3 separate regions of the Zea mays genome follow, and regions 1 and 3 are each linked to region 2. The links are chromatin contacts, called in public Hi-C maps. All regions are on one chromosome and are shown on one strand. Each heading gives the region's core, a stretch centred on a gene start, on an enhancer-like site or on the middle of the called end of the contact. The rest is flanking DNA. Distances are from core to core; before and after follow the strand shown. Region 1 holds the start of LOC100216813 (proline-rich family protein). Region 2 holds the start of LOC103647786 (U-box domain-containing protein 4). Region 3 holds the start of LOC100278263.

Region 1 (3,863 bases), core at 253-2,752, 200 kb after region 2:
TGATTATTGTATTTGTAGAATTCGTATCAATACTACATGTTTTTTGAGTATTTAAGTTTTATCTTGCTAATTATTCCTAACATCAATTAGATTGTTTTCTTATATGTTTTAAAGAATTTTATAGCCTTAGTTTAGTAGTCCCTCATGATCTGTTCTCTGGATCCGTCACTAGCGACAAGTGATGTACTCATGCTAATGTCGTGTAGCAGTGGCACCGTGAAATAGTGAATTGTTATGCATATTGAACTTTAAAGGCCTATATATAATATATCATGTTACTATGAGGTCATGGTGTATTTGTTACATTGAGTTGAACGTTTGAAGTGGTTAGAAGTGTTGATATTGCCGAGTTTAATTCTTGGTTCCCGACTGTTACCGATATGTTCTCGATCGATGGTATTGTTTACTGACATCTTGTTACTCTTGGTTTCACTTTTGTGATCGACGATTTCGTTACCATTTTTTCATTTTTTATATTAGATTAAAATACGTATTTGAAGTGGTTTGAGGGTTTTCCGACCATTCCTATTTGGTTTCATTCCGAAGGACTCGGAAGTCAGGATCCATCTTTGACCCCAACAACAGGAAAAGTAATGTGACTAAGAGCAACTCCAAGAGATTAGCTAAAAAGACTAACCAAATTTACTGATTTAGCTACTCTCTAAAATAGATTTTAAAGAAAAAGTGTAGGCTAATCCAACAAAACTCGGTAAACCTACGGACTGAATAGAGAGTGAAACAGGCTATCCAAAATTGGAGAGCGAAGATAGAGAAATAGAGAGCCACTAAATTTGAAGAGTCGTTTATTGGATATAATTTTCTTTCAATATTAGCTAAATTTACCTTTACAAAACCATATACCTAGTCTCTTGGAGTTGTACTACCTCTCATCTAAATTAGAAGTTATTCTAGCTTTTCTAAATTAAAAATGGCATTCATACAATGCTTTTATGTAATATTTAGATGGGAAGGTGAATTTATAACTTATATATGATACAGGAGCATAAATTATTTTATTATAGATCAAGCGTACAAGCTAAAAATTTTCTACTAAAACGTACTATATCATAAGTTTATTTATACATTACTTATGTAGAGTTCAACAAAATTGTTTTTTTAATTTTTCTGTAATTTAATACTCTCTCCTTCTTCCTTTTTTTATTTATCACGTTTTAGTTCAGAACTAAAATAAATTAACGGACGATAAATATTCGAAAACGGAGATGATGTGATATTTTAAAATTCAGCAGAAACAAACAATCGAGGAAAAAAGAGAAAATACTGAAGGACAGGGGGTTCACAAATCCGGTTTTAGAAGATGACGAAGAAACTATATTCAATTTAATAATTGAGCAAAAAACTGATTTTTACCATACTAAAATGGTTTTTTTCCTCACATCACACCGGAAAGGGCGTCAGAGCGCTATCAAGTACGTCTGCGAAGCAGCCCACCAGCAGGGACCAGGCATGCCCTGGGCCAGCACCACGTTGACGACGCGGTTCGCCGGAGGACCAGCCGGAAAACACCAGGAAACATCAAACACACCCGTTCCCTTCCATAAAACCACCTGACCTGACAGACCCGTCCACCGTCCATCCGTATTCCCGTCACGCCCCCAACACCCCCACAACCCGAAGCAGCGAAAGCTCCCCTAACCCTCTCCGCGCATCCGATCGCAAGGAAGAAGAGGGAGATGAGCTACTACGGGCAGCAGCCCCCCGTCGGCGTCCCGCCGCAGCAAGGTGCGGCGCCGTCTCCTCCCGTCTTCGATCTATCTGCTAGTTTATCATCACCCAAACATCTGGAGAACCTCTGTGTTCCCCGCTTACTTTCCGTGCTATATGTAATTAGGCTAATTATCTTCCGCGTGCGGATCTTGATTTCACCAGGCTACCCGGGCAAGGACGGCTACCCGCCAGCGGGGTACCCGCCGGCCGGCTACCCCCCGCCGGCGCAGGGCTACCCTCCGCAGGGCTACCCGCCGCAGTACGCGCAGCCGCCGCCTCCACAGCAGCAGCAGAGCAGCGGGCCTTCCTTCATGGAGGGATGGTACGTTCTTGGCTCCCCCACTTTTGTGCCGCGCAGCCGCTCATAAGTTGTTCCTAGATCGGAGTGTCTTCGAAAATTTCCTCGCTAGGTTAGATGGTAGGCACCTTCCTTCGGCTCACCGGCGGCGGCGGCGACTGCCGTGCTGGTGCGGCACGTTGGCCCCTGTGGGTGGGTGGGGTCTTGACTTGACGCGTGAACCACCCTTGGAAAAGGGCGCCGCCGCCACGCCACGCCACGCCACCCTCGTGGCCTTTCCGTGGCGACGTGTCGGTTGCTACACGCAAAGGTAGTAAGTGTCTTAGACCGTCTGATCTGAGACTGGCGGTCCGGATTGCTAGCCTCGGCGATCACATTTTCCTGCTGCCGTTCCACATGCGAGGAGCTAATCCGACGGTCGGGTTGCTGTCAGTGTGAGGCTTTCAGATTCCTTCGGTTTGGTTGAATGGATAATATACTTGCGTTGACGCGTGAGTACCAATGAGATAAGATGGTGTTCGAGCATCCACCGTAGTTGTTACAACTTGAAATTGGGATATTTGCAATGCTCTCTCTCTCTTTCTTTGGTTGGACCTTTTTTTATCTTAACAATGGTTCACGCGCCATTTGTGATTTTGAACAGCTTGGCTGCCCTCTGCTGCTGCTGCCTCCTGGACGCCTGCTTCTGAGAGTGAGAGGGGCCGACCGACGGATTCGACACGGCGACAAGTGAAACTACTAGCTTTCTATGCGAGGGAGAGAGAGAGAGAGCTGGAACTGGATTGAGCCTGGAATGCTATCGTGCTATTCTAGCTTTGTCAGAGCATAATATGTCGCCCTAGTTTTTTATTTCTCTCTGTCAATGTTGACGGGATCAGACGGTGTGTGTGTATTCTGCCTGTGGATGTTCCGTGTTTCTGGTGGAATTCAATCCTGGGATTTATTGTGCCACTTGGGATCGGTTTCTTTGCTATTACTCTGTTGCCGAGGAGCACGTTTTGTTGCGATTTTTGAACTGCACACGTCACGCCTTTTAATTTATCACCTTATTCTTTGTCATGGTACGTATCCATCGTCTTGCGCTTTTGTGTCGCTTTTGTGTCTTTGACTGTTCAAGACTCTGCAAGTACACAGAGTCAATCCCAGCATCTAGAGACTAGTTGCCGCGTCGCGATCACGCTCCTGCAGCCTCCTTGAATCTTTATCCGGTGCGTATGAGACTTGACTTTGGTGTACATAAGTGCACGTATGACACTTGACTTTGGTCTACATGAGTGCACCTGAACTACCAAAGTTCATTAAAAAATCTGAAAAAATTCATACATATTCTTTCCATTCTACTCAAGTTATATACAATTTAAACTTAAAATTATATATATATATATATATATATATATATATATATAATGTTCATAAAATGCTCATTTACACCTTATGTGCACCAAAGTCTCATATGCACCGGATATGTTCTCCAGTGGTTCACCCAACAAGGCCACACCAACTGCACTTTCACAGGCGCGTACTCGGTATCTTAGACCTTGTTCAGTTACCAGAAGGGGATTAAATTTCTTTCTAGTCAAAATTGAATAGAAACACATCTAGTCCACCTCAGAGTATGTTCATTTTATGTGCAATCCATGTGGATCGGACGGGATTGAGTAGAATTAAAATCTCAAACAACTCAAAATCGTTCATAATTTTTTTAATCTCATCTATGGGAATACCCGAACAAGGTCTCAATTTTTATGATCCCTGTGAGACTAAACAGGGCCTTAGCAGGCTCTTGTTCCGCTTCAGCAAAACCTTAAGCAAGAACCCGACAGCTAGGTACGTGTTG
Region 2 (4,176 bases), core at 964-3,463:
TGAGTAATCCCCTTCCGCCCTTCGATTCGGAGAGCACGCGCGGACACGAGTCGCGCAAAGCGTCCAGCGCTCTACCCCACGGCCCATGCCGTGCCTGCTAAAATCTGCCAAGTGCCGCTCTCCGTTTCCCGTTGGAAGGAAAAGGGGGAGCGCAGATCTCCACTACGTACCGAGCGCACGGCCATCCCAATCAGCCGTCGGATTCGTCTCCTTTCCCCACCAAACTCCCGGCTCCGGAGCCCGAGCCACGAAAGACGACGAACGCTACCGCCGGAGCCGCGCGCGGTGGCAGCCTGGCAGGATCGTCGCTCGTCGGATTGTTGTTGGCCCGGCGCGCGACGGAACGGGACAAGGAACAAAACGGAAAGCGTTATTCCTTGCTTGCTCCGTTGCTCGCTTCACGGAAAGTGTTTTACTGTCCTCGCTCCTAGCCCGCAGTCCCGCACACAAAGCCAGCCAAAAGCATAGCAAAGCCACGCCTGGTGGTGGCGCTCTCTCAGGCTGAGTCTAGTGCACAGTCTCCCTCTTAGGGATGAAAACGGTTGAAAACGATCGAAAAAACACTGATATTGGTTTTGATTTCGTTTTATAACAACGGTACGAAAACGAAAACGAAAAGTTTAGGATCGGTATACGGTATCGAAATTACCGGTCATTCGAAAACGAAAAAATCGAAACGAAGATACGTCGAAAACGATCGACATATGAAACTTGAGTCGGTAACTAACAAAAACAAACAATAAACTGAATGCCTTAATTCAAACATTAATATATATTAAGTTTATAGCATCAACATAATTACATAGTGACATTATTTGAGTGAGAAATTATATCTACACTCATGTCACATACAAGCATACTAATTAACTGATAATTTATCCAGAAGTGAGCAGCAGTTCTAAGAGCAGCTAGTAGAGCCGGTGTTCCCAACAACAAGCACGCCGAACTACGGTCGGAGCTTTCATCTCTCCCTGTCATGGTCCTACTAGAAATATGGAATATAGATTAATGAGTAGATCGATAAAATAAAAAACATCAACTTCATTACCTTGTAGCCGCAGGAGCGAGGAGCTTGAGCTAGCCGGACAGAGACACCAGCGCAGTCGCTTTCACCGCTTGCAACTTGCTTTGTTGATCAACGATGAGCCAGCAGTCCACACGAGCGAGCGAGCAGCCTGCAGCCAGGAGACGACTGCCGACCGCGTGACGCGACCCGCGACCGCGAGAGGGAGTGACTGGGCTTGGCGTCTCCGCGTATGGGTTGGCCGGTTGGGGACTTGGGGCGCTCCGGCGCTGGGCGACAGCCGTCAGCCGACAGGGCGAACGGCGAAGGCGGCTGGCGCTGGCGGGCGGCGGCCACGGGCAAGGGCAAGGCTGGCGTGGCGTCTGGCAGGCGGCGGCCACGGGATGACGGGAATCGGGATAGGGTTTCCACTGGTGGGCCTTGCCGCCTTGGGCTCGGGCTGTGCTGACATTGGAGAACTGAAAGGCCCAAACCGAATAGCCTAAACGGTATGAAAAACGGGATTTTCCCGACCCAAAACGGTAACCGCAAAAACGAACGAAAAAACAGTCTGCTCGTTTTCGATACCGTTACCGAAGACAATCTACCCGTTTTCGTACCGAAACCGAAAAATAACCGAAGTATACGAAAACGATCCGAAAGAAACGGTAATCGGAATGGGACGGTACGGGATTTTCCCGTACCGTTTTCATCCCTACTCCCTCTCGCCCCTGCCACGTCAGCTCTCGCCTTCAATCTCGCCCCTGCTGCTCCAGTGCACAGGCTGCAGCAGGCTACAACCTCAGGCTATAGCCACGTCAGTTTTTCTATTTCAGAATTAATTAATTCACGCGGATTTATTTCAACGCTCAGAAAACACACAACATAATATGAGATGGAATGATGTGTGGAATGAGCTCCATCCGGGTAGGGGTATATATAGAGGGATTGGGGATGAAATTTATGAATTTTTTTCGAATTTTTTGGACTCCAAACGGTCAAAAACGGCTAGTTGCAACGGCTAGCACACGTGGACCAATCAGATCGCGACACGTCGCTCTCGCCCCGCCAGTGCCTCGCCTCCCTCTCGCCCGGGCGGGCGCTCAGCGCGGGCGAGAGCGAGGCGATACCGCCCGCTCTCGCCGGGCGCGAGCGCCATCACCCGGCACCGACCTCTCGCCCGCCTCTCACCCGCGGCAGCGGCCTCTTCTCGCCCGGGCTACCGCCCGCACTGCCACCAGCCTCACTCTCTCAGCCAGCGTTCACTGCGCCACTAGCAGTGCAAACCAAGCCCAGCCCCACTGACATCTCCGCACATAGCTTTACCAACCCCACGTGTCATAGGGATAGGATCATAAAAGTATAGGTCGGCTAGCAGCCGGCATGGCTGCGCAGGCAGATTGACACTTGTCCGGCCGTCAATCTACCGGGATGGCCAGTGGGCACAGCCTACAGAGCAAAATCGGCTACGAAGATCCACGTCGCACTCGCCCATACCCGCCCCGCCCGCCCGGTGCGGACTGTGCTGTGCACGGCAGACTACACAGCAGCAGCATCGGCAGACTACACACCACCACTACACCGTCCAACCACCTCCCAACCCTTCCCCTCGCTACCCATCCATCACCACTCGACAGTCGACACCGTCCCCGCCCGCCATGGTCTCGCTCGCTGGCTCCCAGATCCCCTCGCCTTCGCGGGGGCAGAGCCCCTGCGCGGCCGCGCGGCCGCAGCGCCGGCAGGGACACTCCATGCGCACCATCCGCTCCGCGCTGCTGCAGCCGGACTCCTCCCCGGTCCCGGCGGATGGCGGCGCCGACGCGGGCGACTCGGACATTGAGAACCTCACCGACTCCGTCATCGACTTCCGCCTCCGCGAGCTCGCCGCCACCGCGGGGCCCGCGCACCCGGCGGCCGTCGCCAAGTCGTCCTCCGCCATCAACGCCGCCGCCACGGAGCTGCTCGACCTGTCGCGGGACTTCTCCGACTACTCCAGCTTCAACTCCGACATCTCCGGGGAGCTTGAGCGCCTCGCTTCCGCCACGGGGGCGCGCGCGGCGCCCAGGCCCGGGCCGGGCGCCGCCGCAGTCGTCGATCTGAACGACCTCGAGTCCATGGACCTGTCGGCGGACGCGGCGCCGCTGGAGCGCCTGGAGCCGTTCGTGCGGGCGTGCGTGCGGGCGCTGGGGCCCGGCGCCGGCCCGGACGCGCGGCGCGCGGCCGCGGCCAGGATACGCCTGCTGGCGAAGCACCGGTCGGACGTCCGCGAGCTGATCGGCGTGTCGGGCGCCATCCCGGCGCTCGTGCCGCTGCTGCGGAGCACCGACCCCGTGGCGCAGGAGAGCGCGGCCACCGCGCTGCTCAACCTCTCGCTCGAGGACCGGAACCGCTCCGCCATCACGACGGCGGGCGCCATCAAGCCGCTCGTCTACGCGCTGCGCACCGGCACGGCTCCCGCCAAGCAGAACGCCGCGTGCGCGCTGCTCAGCCTCTCGGGCATCGAGGACAACCGCGCCACCATCGGGGCCTGCGGCGCCATCCCGCCGCTCGTGGCGCTGCTCTCCGCGGCCTCCACGCGCGGCAAGAAGGACGCGCTCACCACGCTCTACCGCCTCTGCTCCGCGCGCAGGAACAAGGAGCGCGCGGTCAGCGCCGGCGCCGTCGTGCCGCTCGTGCATCTCGTCGGCCGCCGCGGCAGCGGGACGTGCGAGAAGGCAATGGTGGTCCTTGGGAGCCTCGCGGGCATCGACGAGGGCCGTCAAGCCGTGGTACAGGCTGGCGGGATCCCTGCGCTGGTTGAGGCCATCGAGGACGGCCCTGCCAGGGAGAAGGAGCTCGCCGTGGTGGCGCTTCTGCAGGTGTGCTCCGACTCCCCGCGTAACCGTGCGCTTCTTGTACGCGAGGGCGCCATCCCGCCTCTCGTTGCGCTATCGCAGTCCGGCTCTGCCCGTGCCAAGCACAAGGTACGCAGCACGAACCCCACCTTTCTGTTCTCCTCGACAAATTTCAGTGCTAGGTCTTTACGTCTAGCTATATCCTGTTGGCTAATCGGACATGATTTGCCTTGCTAAATTTTGTTTGAGAATATTAAAATTGTTGATTGGGGTAGATCAATGTCGACGTCGTTTGCTGATGCGACTGAAGTCACGTTGCCGGTCAGTTTACAACCCATT
Region 3 (4,074 bases), core at 1,422-3,921, 220 kb after region 2:
AATCACCTCAAACAAAAATCCCTGAGCATGAAGATCATACCTTGGTCATTCCTGCGTGGTTGAGCAATTAGCATATATCGTTCCTATCCGGTGGCGGGGCAAGCTTGTCCTCCTTCGTCCTTCCTCTAGGGCGGGGCGGGGCGGGGCAATGAAGTGGTGCAGGATTATTCAGGGGATTGAGCAGGGGAACTAAGGTGCTCAGAGGATGGCGGTTTATTGCGGCTAGCTCGGGGCCGCGCGCGGGGTATTGAACTTGGGGCGAAGCGCGCACGACCGTGCGGGCGTTTGCGGCGTGGGGTTCGCGGCATGGCTGGCGGGTGTTTCGCGATGGCGTTTCGCGGATGGCGCGCGAGATCCGCTTGGGCGCTTCGCGGAGATGGAGGAGCAGCGGGTGATTTGCGGGTGGAGGCGCGGCGGGCGATTCGCTGGTGGAGGCGAGTTCCGCGGGAGGCGGGGCGACTGATTCGCGGCCGGGCGCGGCGCTGGATTCGCGGGTGGAGGCAGGTTCCACGGGAGGCGCGGCGGCTGCTTCACGGCCGGGCGCGCGTGGGACCCACGGGGGGCAGGGGCGGGTGCAAGGGATCGGGAGCGGCATGGCGGCTGGGTGCGCGTGGGATCCGCGGAGGTAGGGGATGGCTCCGCGGGACCCGCGGGGGGCAGGGACGAGAGGTTGGGGATGGCGGCTGGGCGCGCGGGGGATCCGCGGAGGTAGGCGATGGCGGCGCGGGACCCGCGGGGGGCAGGGACGGGAGGTAGGGGATGGCGCGTGCAGCGGATCGGGAGCGGCATGCGGCTGGGCGCGCGCGGGATCCGCAGAGGAAGGGGATGGCGGGGGCAGTCTACACTTCACTCTTAATTATTAGTAGAGATAGTATTTGACCTGGGTTGGTTTGTTTGAAATTATAATCACCCTAGATTATTTAATTTAACTTATTTTGAACTAATACTTAATTCAAAATAAATTAAATTTTATAATCTGATCCGAAACAAACAACCCCTCTTATATAAAGTCACAGCTAAAAAAACGTCATTTCCGTCCAGAGAAAAAAACACCATCGTCTACAAAACATCCATGTCGGGCAACGGTGCCCATGAACGAGTGAACCGCAGCAGCAAAGGCCAAAGGCTCGCACTGTAGCACGCGTCTCCCTCGGCAACAGCTGTAGCGCAGCGCGCACAGGCGGCAGAAGCTCCAGCACAGGCGTCTGGCCTCTGGCGTCGTCGCAGGCAGCCCTCGGGCCGGCCGCCCGCCCGCCGCCCCCCACTCGCCGGGGCATTGATCGCCTGCGCGCGCGGCATGCGTCGCCGCGCTGCCGCGCGCACCCGCGCCCGCCAATGGTAGCGCGGCCACTCGTCGCGCCCCCTTCCTGTCCGCTCGCCACGGCGCGCAGCACATGCCGTGCATGCAGCACAAAACGATTGATGAAATCGCGCCAGTAGCATCCAAAAGGCAGGCTAGACGCTATCTCGGGCGGGGAGACGGACAGACGACGACGACGACGACGCGCCCCGGCACGGTTGGTCTCGTGCGGCTGGCTACCGAAGCTAGCTAGTAGGTCCGTGGGTTGGGTTCCAGTCGGACATGCCGACATGGGAGCCGGGAGGGCTTCGTCGTCTTTTGCGTTGCATTGCATGCATGTCCCGCGTGTGTTGGCTCGTGTACGAGGAGCGTGTACGTATCGGCCTTACGCGTGTCCGTCAATATTGTACTCGTACCACATATACCAGCAGGCCGGAAGCAGCGTGTGTGTACTACATCATCATCCATCCAGAGTCCAGGCAGTCGACCTAGAAGGGGTGACTAGCTAACTGTGTGTGTCCGGTTTTTCTACGCCAATAATAATACGTATCATGGTACAGTAGTACTGGGTTATTTCTGTACATTGGGTAGGTTGTACGCCCACAGTAAATACTTGTGTTTGAGCTCGACAAGAGGACGGAACGGAAGACGCCATCCATTGGATTGGATCACGTACGACGTACGTAACGTACGCAACGCAACGCAACGCAAGCGTCCCACCCACCCCTTCCAAGTCTGGCAATGTCCTGTTGCACGCCACGTGCTCAACAGCTCAAAGAGTGTCCGTCGCCAACGTTTATAATTCATCGGAGGGATGACACGCATATATTGCAGCATTTGCCATTTCAGCTAGCTAGATCTAACAGACTTCAAGTTTTTGTATGCGTGTAATGTTGGTTTCATGGTCTGGTACTTTGGCCAAGATGATCCGCCGCGCGCTGGGGTAGGCCGCCCGCTGGTTGGTGGGCAATGCCGCCGCAATAACTTACCAATGAAACCTAGCAACGCCCACTCGGTCGCCACGTCCCACGAATGGCCCGCACGGCAGCGTGAGCCAGCCGCCGGAACCCGCCACGGGAGACGAGGCAGCGCGGCATGGCGAACGCGAGGAGCAAGCAAGCCGAAGCAGCCAAGCGACCCCGCATGCAGCCACTCGCCCTCCTCGTCCCATTGGAATCCACCCAACCCGCCCTTCCTCTCCAAAGCACGCGCCCGGCGCCGCGCGACTCGGCTAGTCCTCCTACGTGTCGGCAGCGTCCCCGCAGGTCGCCCACGTACCCCGCCGCGCTCTCCCACGTGCCCCTCCTTCTGCGCGCGTCCGATTGGCCGACCCGCCCTTCTTAAGCCGCGCCTCCTGCCCCGCGTCCGGGCCCCCAACGCCGTCGTCGTCGTGTCTCCGCTCCAGAGTGATCGAGCACACTGACCTGGCTCTGGCCTGCCCCCCGAGCCTCAGCTCGTGAGCCAGAGCGCCTCGCCATGGCCATGGTGCAGCCGGCGGACGCGACCGTCAAGGCCAACGAGATCCTGGCGCGGTTCCGGCCCATCGCGCCCAAGCCCACACTGGCGGCCGAGGGCGTGGTGGCCGCGAACCGCGTGCTGTGCCATCTGCAGGGCAGGCCGTGCCGCGCGCGGAAACGCGGCCGCCCCGGCCCCGCCGTCGTGGCGCCGTCGCCCGAGTCGGGCTTACAGCCGCCCGCCAAGCGGAAGAGAGCCACGACGCCGTACCCGCCTCTCCGGTGCACGGGGCCGCGTGCGTCCGCGGCCGTCCCGGGCAGTGCAGGCCTCCCTCTGGCGTCGGCGTCGCTCCCGCCGGCGGGTGCGGGTGCTGCCGAGGACCTCGCGAAGGTGGCGGCGGAGGGGAGGCACGTCCCCGTGGAGCGCGACCTGCTGCGGAAGCTGCTGGAGCCCAAGGTCATCTCGCCGCGGGCGGTGCGCCCCGTGTGCTCCGCCATCCACGTCGGGTGCATCCACCGCGCCGACGCGACCTGCGCCGCCGCCGTCTCGAAGACAGCGGTTCGTGTGGAGGCGGAGCTGGAGGTCGACGCGCTCCCGGCGGTTGTCTCCGACGCCAGCAACCGCGTCCGGCTCGTGAACGACGCGTACAAGGAGATGGTGGGGCAGCCCGAGTGCCCGTGGCTCGACGCCGTGGCTGCCACGTCGAGGAGGATCAGCGGGGAGGTCGCGCTGGTGGTAGCCAACCAGTCCTCCCTGCCAGAGTCGTACGGGGTGTTCACATGCACGGCAAAGATCGAGTGGGAGGACGACGGGAAGGTCGCCTCCATCGATGTACCCTGCGACGTCAGCCGGCTGCAGTGCGAGTCCAGAGAGTACCTCTTCGTCTGGAGGTTCCGTACCGCCGACGCCGACGCCGACGCATCCGTTGGCTGCAGCTCCGAGGAGATTAGTGAGAGTTAGGGGAAGCTTGCTTGAGCTGCATCCTGTGCGCGCTGCAGTGAAACCAGGTGCATAGGCTAAGCAAGCTGCATCTCAAAAACTGGCCAGCTTCCTCTTTCGCCTAGTCCATAGAGTGTAGACCCAGTTCTGAAATCTGGAGTAAATATAAGATCTCGACTGGAGAATGCAAATGGAAAATTGGAAATATAACATGTACTTTTTCATGAAACTGACAGTGTTAATTTCTGGTACTACCTGACTATAGGTTGTCCATGAACACACGGTCATGCACGAGTGGCCGTGCTTAGCAGACTGGCAAGCTCATGTGTGATACAGCCAAAAGCAAGTATGCATCATCATTCAACTCAAATGCCACTTTT

What was found. Hi-C and Micro-C count contacts between places; a contact is called where the count stands out from the background.
Region 1: a contact with region 2 is called in a Hi-C map of endosperm, with 2.4 times the contacts expected there. The contact joins the promoter of LOC100216813 here to the promoter of LOC103647786 in region 2. A contact is called at or near these places in 7 of 25 Hi-C or Micro-C datasets (bundle sheath, ear, endosperm and 3 more).
Region 3: a contact with region 2 is called in a Hi-C map of ear, with 1.8 times the contacts expected there. The contact joins the promoter of LOC100278263 here to the promoter of LOC103647786 in region 2. A contact is called at or near these places in 2 of 25 Hi-C or Micro-C datasets (ear and tassel).

What each region holds. Positions count from the first base shown.
Region 1 is chr2:214,976,186-214,980,048 of Zm-B73-REFERENCE-NAM-5.0, forward strand. LOC100216813 (proline-rich family protein) reads left to right here and starts at 1,503. Exons shown (of 3, transcript NM_001245895.2): 1 at 1,503-1,743; 2 at 1,891-2,050; 3 at 2,670-2,976. The coding sequence starts at 1,695. The coding sequence ends at 2,715.
Region 2 is chr2:214,774,332-214,778,507 of Zm-B73-REFERENCE-NAM-5.0, forward strand. LOC103647786 (U-box domain-containing protein 4) reads left to right here and starts at 2,214. Exons shown (of 2, transcript XM_020548589.2): 1 at 2,214-3,966. The coding sequence starts at 2,662. LOC103647785 (a long non-coding RNA gene) reads right to left here and starts at 1,609. Exons shown (of 2, transcript XR_563031.4): 1 at 1,049-1,609; 2 at 743-985.
Region 3 is chr2:214,998,706-215,002,779 of Zm-B73-REFERENCE-NAM-5.0, forward strand. It overlaps LOC100278263, which reads left to right and starts at 2,672. Exons shown (of 1, transcript NM_001151595.2): 1 at 2,672-3,918. The coding sequence starts at 2,777. The coding sequence ends at 3,715.